Regions from separate parts of the Pelodiscus sinensis genome. Here region 2 is linked to region 1. A link is a contact called in public Hi-C data. All regions are on one chromosome and are shown on one strand. The core of a region is the stretch at or near the end of the contact, and the rest is flanking DNA. Distances in the headings are between cores, read along the strand shown. Region 1 holds the start of LYSMD4 (LysM domain containing 4). Region 2 holds the start of SYNM (synemin).

Region 1 (7,330 bases), core at 2,089-4,588:
TGATGCTACAGGAATCACCCTTCAACAACTCATGTTGGGAGGAGAGGGGCTAATTCATCCTCGCTAGTATCTATTATCATGCTTTTTAGCCAGGTGGAGGTGTTTGGAGCTCCGAGCCGCAAAGCAACTCCCATTGCAGTCCCTAGGAATTAAGTCCCCTAAACAGTTTAAGGGTGTAAGCCTGGGTGCTCTGTCCTTTTACTTTCTATCAGCAGCTCAGTGGCAACCATTAGCTAGGGAAGACCCATCTGTCCCAGTCTGACTGCCATGGGAGCATCTGGAGTAGCACCATTAAGTATCTCTGTTGCACCTCCAGGATGTGATTCCCCAGCATTTGGCTCCCAAAACAGGTGGGGGGGGGGGAACTAGCAGAGCACGTGGGGTTAAAAGCAGCTTTCTGAGGGTAAGTCTGTCTGGCGGAAGGTTTTTCTAAAGCAGCAGTCCCGGCGCTGAGTTAGCTCTAAGCGGGAGTTCTTCCCTCTTGGAAAAGAATGCGGCCTCTGTGCTTGTGGAATCCAGCGGTTCACAGAGCTGTTATGTGCATCACTGGCTGAGCGAGGGCACAGCTGAAAGGAGTTAACTGTTTCCAGGAGGCCAGTGATGCAACCTACGCATGTTTGGGGAAGGGGGGGGCAAAGAGGACACCCAGATTCCTCAGGCCCGGGAAGAAACCCGAAGGCCCTGCCGGGGGCATCTTTGCTCTGAGCTGCATGTGGAAACGCAGGGCCCGCCTGTACATTGCAACCCACCCCGCGCGTAGGGCTAGTCTAGCCGCCCCCCAAAAGGTGGTGCCTGGCATGTGGAGCTTGTTAAGGGTTTATACTGAGCTTGTTTTTTGAACAGGGTGGGCCAAAGGAAACATACCAGTGCAGAATACACCTCATCAGCTCCCCCCGACCGCAGGCACTCGCCTGGCTGCCGCTGGAGCCAGTTAAGAGCAGTGAGTGGGAGAGAGAGAGAGGGAGGTGGCATTGCTGGAACACGAACTTGGCAGCGGAGAGCTGCAGCTGCTCGGGCCACCCCTCCCGTGGCCATACCTGACTGTTAATTCTTGTTCAAGAGCAGCTGAAGGAAGCCCAAGAAGGAAGCCCATTCATCACCGCTGGCTCCCATGGCCAATGCTAATACTGAAATAACAGGGAAGGCCAGTGTGGTTGGGATTAGCGCCGCTTGTTCCGAAAAGCCAGGGCTGTCAGGCAAGAGGGCAAATCCGTGTATGAGCTGATGGCAAATGGAGGGTTGAAGTATGCAGGGGTTAGTCCTAGACGGCTCTCCTCCATCTTTCCAGTGTACACAGCTGGGATGACTGTACTGCCCCTTTAAATGTCTCTTGGTTGGACTCCGCCGTTGGCTCAGACGCTCAACCATTTTGGGTGCATTTCAGTGCAGACTGTTACAGATAACGTACACTCAGGCCCCGCACCCTCCTGGGGCCCCTGCTTTTGTTTTGCTCTTTCCATTGCTCTTGTAATCGCACACAAAGACTGAAAATATCTGTCAAATTACGCATCCCCAAAGAGCAACGTCAGGGTTTCTTTTAAGATGGACGTGAATTCCGGACTCAACGACACATGGCAGAACGCCCCAAACATACAGACCTAAGAACTGCCAGCTTGAGCAGTCTAGCTAATCTCAGCGACTAGGCCAGGGTCCTAGCCATACTGGCTCAGCCCAATGGTCCATCTAACCCAGCATCCTGTCTTGGGACAGCGTCAAAAACTTCAGCAGGCATACACAGACCAGAGCTATTTCACATGATCTTTCAGGCCCATTTCGTGGCAGTGGAAAGTTTGGGGACACTTGGAATATGGGGATTCAATATCATGTGTCCTAGTGTCTTCACCCGGCCGGGAGTGTGCGTCTGCACTGAGCTTGGGCTAGATTCAGAGCTTCCAAAGGGGTCCCATGTAGACTCAGGTAAAGTACTGGAAAATGTTGCCAAGACCTGTCCGGGTGTGGGGAGGGGGAAGGAAGACCCAACCAAAGAGTTTGCAGGGCCCAAGGTAGCACATTGACAGCGGGGCCCAGCCGTTCATAAATGTGACATCATGGTGACATCACCCAGACACAGTGCGGGACCCTGAGGATGCGGCATTTTGGCCTAAGGCTGGGGCCTCACAGGTGGGCTCTGCCGAGGTGAGCCGGCTCCCAGCTTGATGTCTACCCGGCTCTCTGGGGCCTGCTTACAGCCCACCCTCTGATTCCGGCTCCAAGCAGCTTCCCCTGCCTTGCGGGTCAGGCCGGCCCTGCCCAGCACTCTGCTGAGGCTGCTCCAGCCACTGTGCCTCAGTTACTCAGGAACAGAGCTGCCTGTTCTCCCCAGCCATGACCACCGCCAGAGCCTGTCTCCGCTTTGGCCCTCTGCCTGACGGGGCTACCCAGCCGTGCAGCCGCCTCCCTGCTCCCCACGCAGCGAGCCCACCTGGCAGTTGTGCAGTGGTCCAGAAAGCAGCATGCACCAGCACTGCCACCCCCCAGGCCAGGTCAATAGGCCCAAACCTGGGGGAGAGGGAAGGCTTTGTGCAGAGAACTGAACATCAGGCCCGGCCAAAGAATCTGTACATACACAGAGCAGGGCCCAAGGCAACCGCCTTGCCCTAAGGCTGGGCTGGGGGAGAAGATTGGGGAGTGGTGTCTAAGCCGGGTTGGGGAAACCTCAGGCCGGGGTGCCAGATGTGGCCCAGGGCTTGCCTGGATCCAGCCCCTAAAACACAGTCCCCCTCCCCGCCATAGCATTGGGGCACAGGCACTGGCGTTCCAGCCCCCTGCTGGCCTCGCCTCGTGGGGCTGGAGCACACAAACTCTACTAGGCTGGGCCCCTTTAGGCTCTGGTGTACAAGGGGACTCTGTGTGTGTGTGTTGGGGGGGGGGGTGTCTTCCGCCTGTGTGTGTGTGTGTTGGGGGGGGGGTGTCTTCCGCCTGTGTGTGTGTGTGTTGGGGGGGGGTGTCTTCCGCCTGTGTGTGTGTGTGTTGGGGGGGGGTGTCTTCCGCCTCAGTTGGGGGAAGGGGGCACATCAGTGAGGGTTTTGTTTTCACTTGTGTGTGGCCCGCCCCCCGTCGATTTTTTTTGTGGGTCAGCAGCTCACAACCCAAAAACGGTTCTCCAAAGCTTTTGTCAAAGCCGCCACGTGACCTCACACTATGGCTTTGCCTCAGCTGCCCATTCTGGGCTGCCAGTTGGTGTGGGGGGGTGGCGAGAAGGTTAGCACTGACTCATGAGCGCGGCAGTGGCTAACTCGGTAATATTTACAACACAAGACGCTGCAGCCGGCATGTTGGAACCTCTCCCGGCCTGCAGCGAGCCCCACCTCTGCTCCACCCGTTGCTCCCAAAACCCCAGCCTGCCTCTTCCCAGAGGCCCTGCCCTAGCTGCTACCTGTCCCTTGCTGCGCTTCCCCTCCCTCCCGCCACACAGCTCAGGAGGCAGGGCTGGGCTCAGCAGCCACCGGACTCAGGTAGGGAGCTGGCATGGATGATGAATTTGTGCCTCCCTGATAACTGGTCTTTGGGGGGGGGGCACGGACACCCTCCGTGGGGCCCTGGGTAAAGTGTGTGTGGGGGGGGCAGAGCTTTGGGTGGAGAGCACCAGGCCAGCCTCCCACAGGCAGCCCAGCGCACTGCCCAGCGCATGCTGTGCCCCCCCCCCCCCCCCCCCCCCCCCCCCCCCCCAGCCCCGGGGCAGCTGCCCCAGTTCCCCCACCCCGCGGCAGGCCTGACACTGGGGGGCGGTGAGAGGCGCTGGCTGGGCACGGCCCGGGCTCCTTGTCAAGCAGCCTTGCTGGGGCCAAGCGCGTTTTGTGCACGAGGCAAAATATTAATTGCGCCCCCCCCCATCCCCCAGTACGATGCACCCGGGGCCAGCCCCCCCCAGCCCCGTCCTTGTGCCAGCCTGCAGCGGGGGCTCTCGGCACAGAGCACCACGGGGTGCCGGCCCCTGCGCGCTGCAGGCCGGTCAGTTGGGGGGGGCGGGCTCCAGGCGCCCAGCTCTGCCCGGCTGGGGGCGGCAGCCGCCGGGAGGGGAGCGGCGGGCACAGGGACCCTGGGGAGACGCGGGCCCTTTAACGCTGCCCCGCCCACCCCGAACACGGGCCAGCGCTGACCGCTCAACCGAACCTCACTCCCCCAGCGCCCCGCCTGGCTTCGGCGCTGATTGGCCGCGCGGCGCCCCTCTGCCCCGCCTTGCGCGGGGCCGGCCAATCGGCGCGCCTGGCGAGGCAGACAGCGGGGGTGAGTGTGAGTGGGGCCGGAGCCGGAGAGCCGAGGCGCCGAGGGGTGGTAACTCCTGAGTGGGGGCTGCCCCCGCCCTCAGGGTAAGGGCTGAGCTGAGGGGTGGGGGTCCGAGCCCCCCCCCGCGGGCAGGGCTGATGGGATCTCCTTACCCCCCCCCAAAGGGCTGGTGGGCTCTCCTGTGTCCCCCCCCGCGGGCAGGGCTGATGGGATCTCCTTACCCCCCCCCCAAAGGGCTGATGGGATCTCCTTCCCCCCCCCCAAAGGGCTGATGGGATCTCCTTACCCCCCCCAAAGGGCTGGTGGGATCTCCTTACCCCCCCCCCGCGGGCAGGGCTGATGGGATCTCCTTACCCCCCCCCCCAAAGGGCTGGTGGGATCTCCTTACCCCCCCCCCAAAGGGCTGATGGGATCTCCTTCCCCCCCCCAAAGGGCTGATGGGATCTCCTTACCCCCCCCCCAAAGGGCTGATGGGATCTCCTTACCCCCCCCAAAGGGCTGGTGGGATCTCCTTACCCCCCCCCCCCGCGGGCAGGGCTGATGGGATCTCCTTACCCCCCCCCCAAAGGGCTGGTGGGATCTCCTTACCCCCCCCAAAGGGCTGGTGGGATCTCCTGTTCCCCCCCCCCCCGCGGGCAGGGCTGATGGGATCTCCTTACCCCCCCCCAAAGGGCTGGTGGGCTCTCCTGTTCCCCCCCCCCTCGCGGGCAGGGTTGATGGGATCTCCTTACCCCCCCCCAAAGGGCTGGTGGGCTCTCCTGTTTCCCCCCCCCTCGCGGGCAGGGTTGATGGGATCTCCTTACCCCCCCCCAAAGGGCTGGTGGGATCTCCTGTTCGTCCCCCCCCCCCTCCCGGGGCAGGACTGGTGGACTCTCCTGCCCCCCCGTGGGTGGGGCTGATGGGCTCTCTTCCCCCGCCCCCCCCCCGCCCCACACACTGTGCTGGAGGCGGAGCCAGGGCTCGGCCTAAGCGATGGTTTAAGGCCCCCAGCACGTGGTGGTGAGGGGGGGGGGGGATTTGCTTGTTTTACTACGTGGCAGGACCCCCCAACCTGTTCATCCTTAGGGCCCGATGGGACCTTGCTCTGCCCGGCGCTGGGGTGGGGGTTGGTCCTTGGCTCCTCGCGACAGGGGCCGGGACAGTTGGCTGGTCGCTCCTGCCCTTCTGGGAGCTGGAGCAGGGAACTGGGAGAAGAGGGCGGGGGGGGTGGTGGGCCCCTGCGGGCAGTGACTTATTTCCTAAGAGGAGCATGCAAGGCTGGGGGAACCACACCCTGTTCCCTCTTGCTTTGCCCCAGCTCTCACTGCTCAGTGTCCCCCTCCCCCAGGGAGATGCTGGTCTGGTTTCTCTGGTGCCAGGCCCTGCGTGCCCGCTTGGTGCCAAGCACACCTCAGATTACATCACTGCCTCAAGCATGCCCCCCCCCAATCCACTGTGCTTTATGCTGGCTGACCTAGGGAGTTGAGGGGCTACCCCATTAACTGAGCCCTCTCCAGGGCCATCCCCAGCTACAGCCTTCCCTTTAGCAGCTTCTACGGGTGACTTCTCCCAGCAGGCAGCGGTGGAGAATGGGCTAAAGTCCACCGGGGTCACACCCTCTGTACTGAGTGGCTCCCACACCGCCCTGCTGAAAGCCACATAGGAGTCCCAGACAGCTTTGTATTAAAGGACAGGAGCAGGAATCAGGACTTTGCGGCTCTGGAAAATAACGAAACTGAGCAGGATTAGAGCCCGTCTCGTTACCAGACAGGGGTGACTTGCAGGGCTTTGTGCAGGTGCAGGCTGAGACAGAATTCTGCCCTACACTGGCTCACACTGGACAGAAACACCCTGGCTTGTTTTGAGTGCGCAGGAACAAATTCTTACCCTACAGGGAGAAATAACACACAAAGTCCCGGTGGCTGAAAGAACGCTCACAAGAAAGTGAACTTAAATCGTGGATACATCACTCCGCTCTGCCGGTTTGCTTTCCTTATTGCTTCTCGGCCAAAGGTCAGACTCTTAAAGAGGATCTTTATATATTGCGCAATAGGATCCTACTAGAGCATGACCTTTTGTAGCAGGTTTGTGTGTGTTTGTAGAGTACCTCATACGTGGCTCTTTGAGAGCTACATGCCATGTTAATAATGCAGACTCATAGCCTGAAGTAGGAAATTTATCTCTGCACAGACCCATTAAAGTTGGGGGATCAGCATGAGTTTAGAACAGGTTTTGTTCCTACCCATAATTCAGGAAGCAATAGATTTCTATTGCAATCCCCAACTAGACCAACATTGCTTTCACAATCATTTCAGGGTAGTTGCACTTGTTTTATTTTACTTAATTTGTAAGGTGAAATAATCTTGATTGCTTCAGGCTGATGTTAAATATCAATCATATTGATCAGATCAAACTGCTTAAAAGACACATTCCTTCCCCATACATGTAAATGGGGCTGGGTGCCAGGAAGCCACCAGTCAGCATTCTGTGATGAAGCAGCCAAGCCAGGACGTACAAAACGATCACACAGCTGCATGGGGCTGCAGTCGAACACGGTGACACTAACAAACCCGCGCTAGGTTCTAGGGATGTAATAGTCTAGTCGATTAACCGATAAACAAAAGCTTATAGGTTAATGTTATAGGCGACATGCATTTCCCTCACCCCACCCGTGCCTGTACATATTTTAGCAGGCAGCACTGCTCAGTTCTGGCTCACACTGGGTCCAGAACCTACTCGGGCTGTGGCTTTGCATTTCAAGTGTATTTGGAGCCAGGCAGGCAGGCAGCCTGTCTCAGTTCCAGCTTATGCAGAGTCTGGGAGCTCAGATCCACCTTAGACAAGGGCTGCTACCACCCTCCGCTGGGAAATAGGCAGCCGGTCCACAAGGGGCGTTGGTTTTTAAACTGCGGACAAGCTCCCACCTGACACCCTGCACTGCTGCCTTTGATACAGTGGCTGCCAGCCCCAGCCCCGGGGACTATAGAATAGTTGATTAACCAATAAGAATTCATGAGGTTACTCGACTATTCAATTAACCGATATTTACCCTGCTAGGTTCTGGAAACCTGATGTTTTATCATAAGCAAAGTCATCCAGCCACAAGATCAGCAGGACGCTAGCC
Region 2 (7,330 bases), core at 3,270-5,769, 460 kb after region 1:
GTGTCCTGGGTGGCTGTTCAAGTGCTTAGCTTACAGGCAACACTGATGGAGGACCGTAGGTATGAGAAGAGGCAGTCCACTCCAGGGCTAGAGCCATTTCAGCAGGAAAGCCCGCTACCATGCCCAGCCATAAGGTGGCATGCCAGCGGTGAGTCCACCCTCCCACACTGAGAAGCAATAAACACGAACCCTCATGATAACAATATTACAGAAGCTTCAATATAATAATCAAGGTACATGCAAAAATGGCAGCTGATGTGTTTTCATTTGAAGCAGTTCGAGATGCTTATCGTAACTCATTTTAAAATATCAGTAAATACTGTGCTTAAAATACCTCAAATTGGGATGATAATTAAAAACACACACACACACACACACACACACACACACACACACACACACACACACACACACACACACACACACACACACACAGAGTCAGAATTAAATTTGTGTGTAAGGACAGAACAACTAGCAGCCACATGGTAATTTTGATTTTTCTAACTGGCATTTTTTACCTGCTGTTTCTCATGCTTGCTGCCAGTCCAGTAATATTTTAAAAGTTGACTCACTCTGCAAAATACCTGCAGCATTTTTCCCCATAAATCCTCCATGAAATAAAAACACATATGGAGATGACACTGGTACAAAAACATCTCTTCTGGCTGAGATAGGGGAAAGAAGTAGCCATTCTTGCAGCCATAGGGGGAAATTTTTTGGTATTGAACAGTAAATGATAAAAAGTATGGAAGGGGGTGGATGACACTTGAGATATTGTGCTGCTTTAGTGAAACAATTTGAGCCATTATTGTTCACGATCAATCGGTTTTCCTTTATGAATGTCTAATAGCATTTTATACCAGGTCTGTAAAGGTAATGCATCTTAGGAATAAAATCATTTTTACAATCTGGTGGAGGAAATAAGTTTATATAATTTTCCTCTCATCAAAATAAAAAACATAAACCTACAGGAAACTTTTGTCACTTTCTACACTTTCACCTGGCTTTAGTTGCAGGACTATTATTTATTAAAATCAATGGGAGATTCACAGATAAAATCTTCATCCGCTGCTTTGAAAAATACTTAAATGATATTTAAAAAGAGAACGACTCAACCCTCAAAGACCAGAATATTTCAAGTTAAGTGTAAAAGCTCCACTGTTTGCTGTGTTTTGTTGTTTTGAACTGGTCAGGCTCTGTTCACAGCAACTTGCAAACAAGCTAGCAATTTAAAATCCAGACAGAGCAATCACACTCTAGTTCCCGCACAATGCGCAATATCTCCATAATCTCCCATGTCAGACATGCTCTTACACACAATAGGATCATTAACACGAGGGCTGCAGACAGACAAAGAGAGCTAGCAGAGTGTTAATAAAAGGTCTGATGAAGTACAAAAGAAATGCTGCCCTAAGGAAACGCAGGGCAGAACTATTTTCTGATCTGCATAGCGGATTGATGGACTGGATGATCTAATGTGTCTTTTCCATCCGTAACCTTTGATATTTTGCTCTCCTAGCATATGCTGATCTATCCATGCACATGGGGTGCTTTGTAACTGACATACTGCCTTACTGTGGCTGTCAGAACTCTTGCCCACAAAGACTGGGGCAATCGGCTGTTGTAAAATACCATGGCATTTTCATTCCTCCTGCCCAGTCAGCACCATGATCATCAGTCTCTCATCTGCCTTAGAAAAATGAAGGGCTCAGTTAACCATGCTGGGGTCTGACCCCTCAAGGCTCAAGATCACGAGTAGAGAACTGTTCTAGCCAGAGGGGAGCACAGATCAGCACTTACTTTGCTAGTCAGAAAACGGGTGCATGGAGTAAGACACGCTTCATTGTCCCAAGGGGCCAGCTCTCATCACAAGCTACTTGGTGTCAGTGCTTAAACCACTCTGGGTGGCAGACCCACGAAATAAAACTTCTACAACTGGAGCCTTTGGTTTGTGAGGGGTGCGATTTCAGCTCTGCCTAGGGAAAAGCACCTGCACCTGGCTTCTTTCCATGCCAGGCCATAGGCAGCAGTCTGTCCCCTCCCAACAGGGTCCCCGACCATGCTCACGGGAGGCAGGCAACTCCGACCCCCAATCACACATTCATATTTTTAGACCATTTTAAGCACTGCCTGCCATGAACTGGAATGAGCTCAGAGTGTAGGTCCCCAGAACTCACACCGCATCCGACAAGGCTGCTGCTCAGTTCTGCTATTCCCAGGGCTTGCTCCGTGTCCACAGGAACTATGGCAAGTTGGCCATGGGGCCAGGTTAGCTGGCAGGGTTTGTCTCCCTCCCGGGGCTGACTGCAGCCCTGGGTGCCCCTTCAGGGCCCCCTGCCCTCTCTAGGGATCACCATCTCCCTGCTTACACCTCACAGGCTCCCCAGCCAGAGCGCCCAGCACCAACCCAAGTTTTTGAAGGGAATCCTTGAGTTTGGGGCCTCCTGCCAGAAATAGCCACTCTGCCTCTGGCCCTTTAATGCAGCAAGCTCCTTGCCTAGCCTCCTCACCCAACCAGTACAAGGGGCCCAAGAGAGGTGGTGCTGGGGAAAGGCCAGGTACCCAATGGGAGGGAGCAGAGCAAGGGCAAGCTAAGGCGGGGGGGAAGGGTCTTAGGATCAAGTGCACGTGGGGGCTGGAAGATCAGAGGCAGCCAAGGTTATTTGGGCAGAGGCAGGGAGGGTGGCAGCTGGAGTGGGGTTACAGGGTGCGCCAGCAGAGGTAGGCTGGGTGAAGAAATCCTGTGGGCAGGATATGGGTGGGGAGGGACAGACCTAGAGAGAAGTGACAGGCTCAAGAGGGAAAACTGGTGGGAGAAGGACCCTAGAGAGTGGTGCAAGAAGGTGAAGGATTAGGATGGATGCAGGGAGAAGAAACTCCACCAGCAGGAATCCGCGCGAAAGGCACAAACATTGAGACCCCTGTGAGGACGGGAGGATCTAGAAAAGGAGACAGTGGCCCCTGAGGCAGTGGGGAAAGGGAAGAGTTGGAGGAAGGGGAAAGAGGATGGTCCCCAGAAGAGGGGTGGAGAGGGACTCCAGGAAGGAGGGAAAAGGGGGCTGGGGAAAGGGACCCTCGGAAAAGGAATAGCTGGGAGAGGTGGAAGGGGGTGGAGGGCAATGGTGGGGGGGGGGGGGGTCTTGCAGCGGGTAGAAGAGAAGCGGCACACGCCCAGATCCCTGAGACAGGACCGTTCTCCCGGCTGCAGCGAGGAGAGGAAGAAACCCAGCCCCGCCCAGCCCCTGCCGCGCTCCGCAGAGAAAGTTTGAGTTTGCCGAGCCGCGTCCCCCCACGTGCGCGGGGCCGGGCCGGAGCTCAGCCCGGAGAGGGGAACGCGAGCCAGGGGCTCCCCCGCTAGCTGCTGGGCCTGGGGGGCGTGGGCGGTGCCCGCCAGCCGTGCGCCCGGCCACCACCCACCTGGAACTCCGCCACCTCGGCCCCGTGCTCCTCCTGCAGGGCCAGCAGCTCCCGCTCCAGCCGCTGGCCCAGGCCGCCCAGCTGCTGGCCCTGGCGGTGCAGCTCCTCCAGCTGCAGGCGGCACCGCGCGCCCTCGGCCCGCAGCTGCTCCAGGTCCTCCCGGCCGAGGCGCGCCTGCCGCTCCTGCAGCGCGCCCAGCTGGCTCTGGTAGCGGAGCAGGCTCTCGCGGCAGGCCTGGCCCAGCACCAGCTCGTAGGTCTCCTCCAGCTGCTCCACGCTCAGCCCGCTCAGCGGCGGCGGCAGCGCGGCCAGGTCCAGGCGCAGCGCCCGCACCTCGCCCGCCTCCCGCCGCTGCCGCTCCAGCAGCCGGGCGTGCTCGGCCCGCAGCCCCTGCAGCAGCTCCTCCAGGGCGGCGCACTCGCCCCACAGCCGCTCCAGCAGCGCCTGCTGCCCGGCCAGCTCGGGCGCCAGGCGGCGCCGCAGCTCCAGCACCTCGGCGCCCAGCAGCTGCAGCTGCCCCAGCTCCCGCCGCAGCCCGTCCCGCTCCTGCTCCGCTCCCTGCTTGGCCCGGCGCAGCTCGGCCAGGTGCAGCCGCAGCTCGGCCACCTCCTGCTGGGGGCCCCGCAGCCCGGCCACCTCCTGCTGCTGCAGCTCGGCCAGCTCCTGGGCCAGCAGCCGGTTCTCCTGCTCCAGCTCCCGCACCCGGGACATGTAGAGCCGCAGCCGGGAATTGAGTTCCCGCAGCTGGGTCTTCTCGTCCCACTCCTCCCAGGAGCGCAGCATCGTGCCGGGCGTCGGGGCTGCGCTCGCCCTGGCGACGGTGTCACTGGACTGCGGGTTCCGGGCGGCAGCTCCCACCCGCGGCTCTTCCCCCTGCTTGGGGCTGTGCTGGACTCATGGCTGGGCGGCGGCGGCTCCTCCCGGGCTGGGCTGGGGCTGGCGTGGACTCCGGGGCTAGGGAGCCAATAGCCGAGTCCTCTGAGCGGCAGCAAAACAGCACCCCCTGCCGGAGCAGGCTGCCCTTGGAGAGAGGTGGTTTGTCCCCATTCTAGTTGGTTTTTCAAGCTGAGGAAAGTGGAGTTAAGAGCCGAGCTGGTAAAACTGCGATCTCTGTGGGAGAGGTCCCAGCATACAGGGAAGCAGCTGAGGAATTCATCAGCTGCAATCCAAGGGTCAGGCTCTGGGTAGGACATCAAAAGTCCTCCCCATCTGGGGCTCCTCTTTCTTTTGCTTTTCCATAGGCTTCTCATTCCCTCTTTCTGCTGGATAGTTGCCTAGTTTATGATCAGCTACCGTGCCTGCATCTGTAGTCGGTTTGTTTTAAGTAAATAATAAACATAAGTAATAATTTAAAACCGGTTCTTGAAATAATAGCTGGAAAGGCACAGCTCTGGGCCAGGGCAACAAATGACTTGGCTTGTATCCTTAATTAACCTGGCACCATTGTTTCTGCTGAGTCTGGCTCTCCTTTACCTGCTGCAGCACTTTGTACAGGTGGGGAGACTTGGTCCAGAGTGTGCTGAAATCAACAGGAGGATTGGATCAGGCAGTGGAGGCTCAAGAAAGGGAAGCTTGAGCCTGAACTGTAATTTTCTTTACAGGCAGTAGCTGCGCTATAGTACACACATATACCTCACAGTCCATCTAACCTTGCACTGCTACAGTCAACTACTTAGGCCAGGGGTGGGGGATCTTTTTTGGGTTGGAGGCTGCTGACCCACAGAAAAATCAGTCGGGGGCCACACAGAAGTGAAAAACAAAACAAACCTCTGTCATGGCCCCTGACTGAGAATATTTTGTATGCTCTGGCCTCGTGAGGGGACAACGGGGGGCTGGTGCACCAGCATGGGGTCACCAATGTTGGGAGGGAGCCCCAGGCCTCGCAGGCCAGATCCAGGCAAGCTGGGGGCTGAATAGGTTCCCCACCCCTGATTAGGCATCTTTTTGGCCCATGGGACACATATCTTGCCATATCTTTGCAAGATACTGAATTAATTGTAAGTATTGGGGAGGGGGGATCCATTGTATTAAATCAATGATTTATACATTCATACAATTACTGTTAGCTGGGATCGTATTTATCTTCTGGAGTAGGGAGAAGTGACAGATGTGAGACCCGGGGTTGAAAGGACTATATTCAACAACGCTCCAGACAAAAATGGACTTTTGAAGCAAAAATTGTTCAATGGTTTTCCTGAAGAATACCTAGGGGGGATGTATGTGTGACGTAGTGGGGGTACCTGGCTGGTTTCTATGCTGCTGGCTCTGGGGTAACCCCTACTGGCTGCCGTAGGTACCATGACCCAGCAAAACAGGATGAGTCACTATGCAAACCAGTATGGCCAGACACCCCCCATCGAGAGGAACAAAGAAAGGTGGAATGCTGCCCTGGCTGGGGGGCAGGGCTGGAAGAGTGTTGGTTAGTTGCTGGCTGGGAGCATGGAGGAGACAGTCTAGGGAAAGGGGCTGGAGTTTAGGGGCCCAGTCTCACCCATCTCAAGGGGGCCTGAGGCATCCTAGCCCAGCTCTGTGACCAGATTACATCTGTGCTGTGCTGTATCCTGGAGAGGCAATAAACTTCCTCTATTCCACCGGCTGGTGCAGTCTGTTTGTGCCATTTTGGGGTGCAGGAGACGGGGGAACCCCAACGCGCCGTCACAGTATGCAAGCCAAACAGACCTCCAGTTTTTGAAACTATGCCCTGCCATTGTCAGTGGATCACCTGGTACATGAGACCATGCTCTAAGACCTGTAATGTGTAAAGGAAAGCCTGAACTGAATTCAGGTTCTGAATCTGGGACTATTGATACAATTGGGAGGTGGTTGGAGGACTGATACATTCCAGTGTCGGAAGTTCGAGATGAGGTTACCTCTGGCAGGACTGTCCCTAGGCCTGTGCTCCACCCCATCCCACCTCTTCCCATCTTTGTTCTGCCCCCTCCTTGACTGCATTGTACCCTTTCCTCTAAGCCCCCTTCCGTTGAGTGACGCGGCCCGGAAAACAGGTAGGGGCCTGGAGACAGCATCAGGTGTTGGGCCTGCCATACTCACTGAGGCAGTAGGAAACAGAGCGATCTGGCCCCAGCCTACTTCACTCCCTGGTTCTCAGTTGCATTGCTCTGGGGAGCAGAGAAGGCTGGAGCCAGGTGATTCCACTTCCCGGCAGCACAGTGAAGAAAAGCAATGCAGCTGGGAGTGGAGTAGGCAGAACGGCCATACTGGGTCAGGCCAAAGGTCCATCTAGCCTAGAATCCTGTTTTGTAACAGTGGCTAATACCAGATGCCCCAGAGGGAGGGAACACAACAGGTAATCCTCACGTGATCCCTCTCCTGTTACCCATTTCCAGACAAACAGAGGCTAGGGACACCATTCCTATCCATCCTGGCTAATAGTCATTGATGGACCTAACCTCCATGAATCTGTCTAGCTCTTTTTTGAACCCTATTAAAGTCCTAGTCCTCACTACATCCTCTGGCAAGGAGTTCCACAGGTTTACTGGGACTGGGTCGCTCCACTTCCTGCCACTGCTGGTGAGTGCACAGGCAGGCCCAACCCCTGCTGCCAGTGCCAGGCCCTCCACTTGTCCCCTAAACCTTCCTGGGTCCCCCAATGCGTGGGGTTTATGGCAGCTGCCCCAAATAGGCTCTGATGTCTGGTAAGCTTTTTAGCATGCATGTAAATTCTTTAATTATTTTTAATGTTTTTCTCTGTAATGTTTTTACCTTATGAATAAATGTGGTTGGTTCTGGAGAGCTTTGTACTATCTTATAGTGGCAGGCAATTCTGCTGTTCAGAAACTCTGGAGAGGAAAGCATAGCACAGAGATGGATCTGTTCAGGAAGCCTAGCTTGCTGGGAATATCCAAGAGTGGGCAGGAAACTGCAGCCTGGAAGATCACTGGTCAGAAGGTAG

What was found. A called contact is a pair of places that touch in the nucleus more often than the background predicts.
Region 2: a contact with region 1 is called in a Hi-C map of blood, with 3 times the contacts expected there. The contact joins the promoter of SYNM here to the promoter of LYSMD4 in region 1. A contact is called at or near these places in 3 of 5 Hi-C or Micro-C datasets (blood, liver and an unstated tissue).

The regions. Positions count from the first base shown.
Region 1 is chr14:8,190,125-8,197,454 of ASM4963464v1, forward strand. LYSMD4 (LysM domain containing 4) reads left to right here and starts at 3,339. Exons shown (of 3, transcript XM_014576617.3): 1 at 3,339-3,455.
Region 2 is chr14:8,646,210-8,653,539 of ASM4963464v1, forward strand. SYNM (synemin) reads right to left here and starts at 4,520. Exons shown (of 4, transcript XM_075896970.1): 1 at 3,418-4,520. The coding sequence starts at 4,200.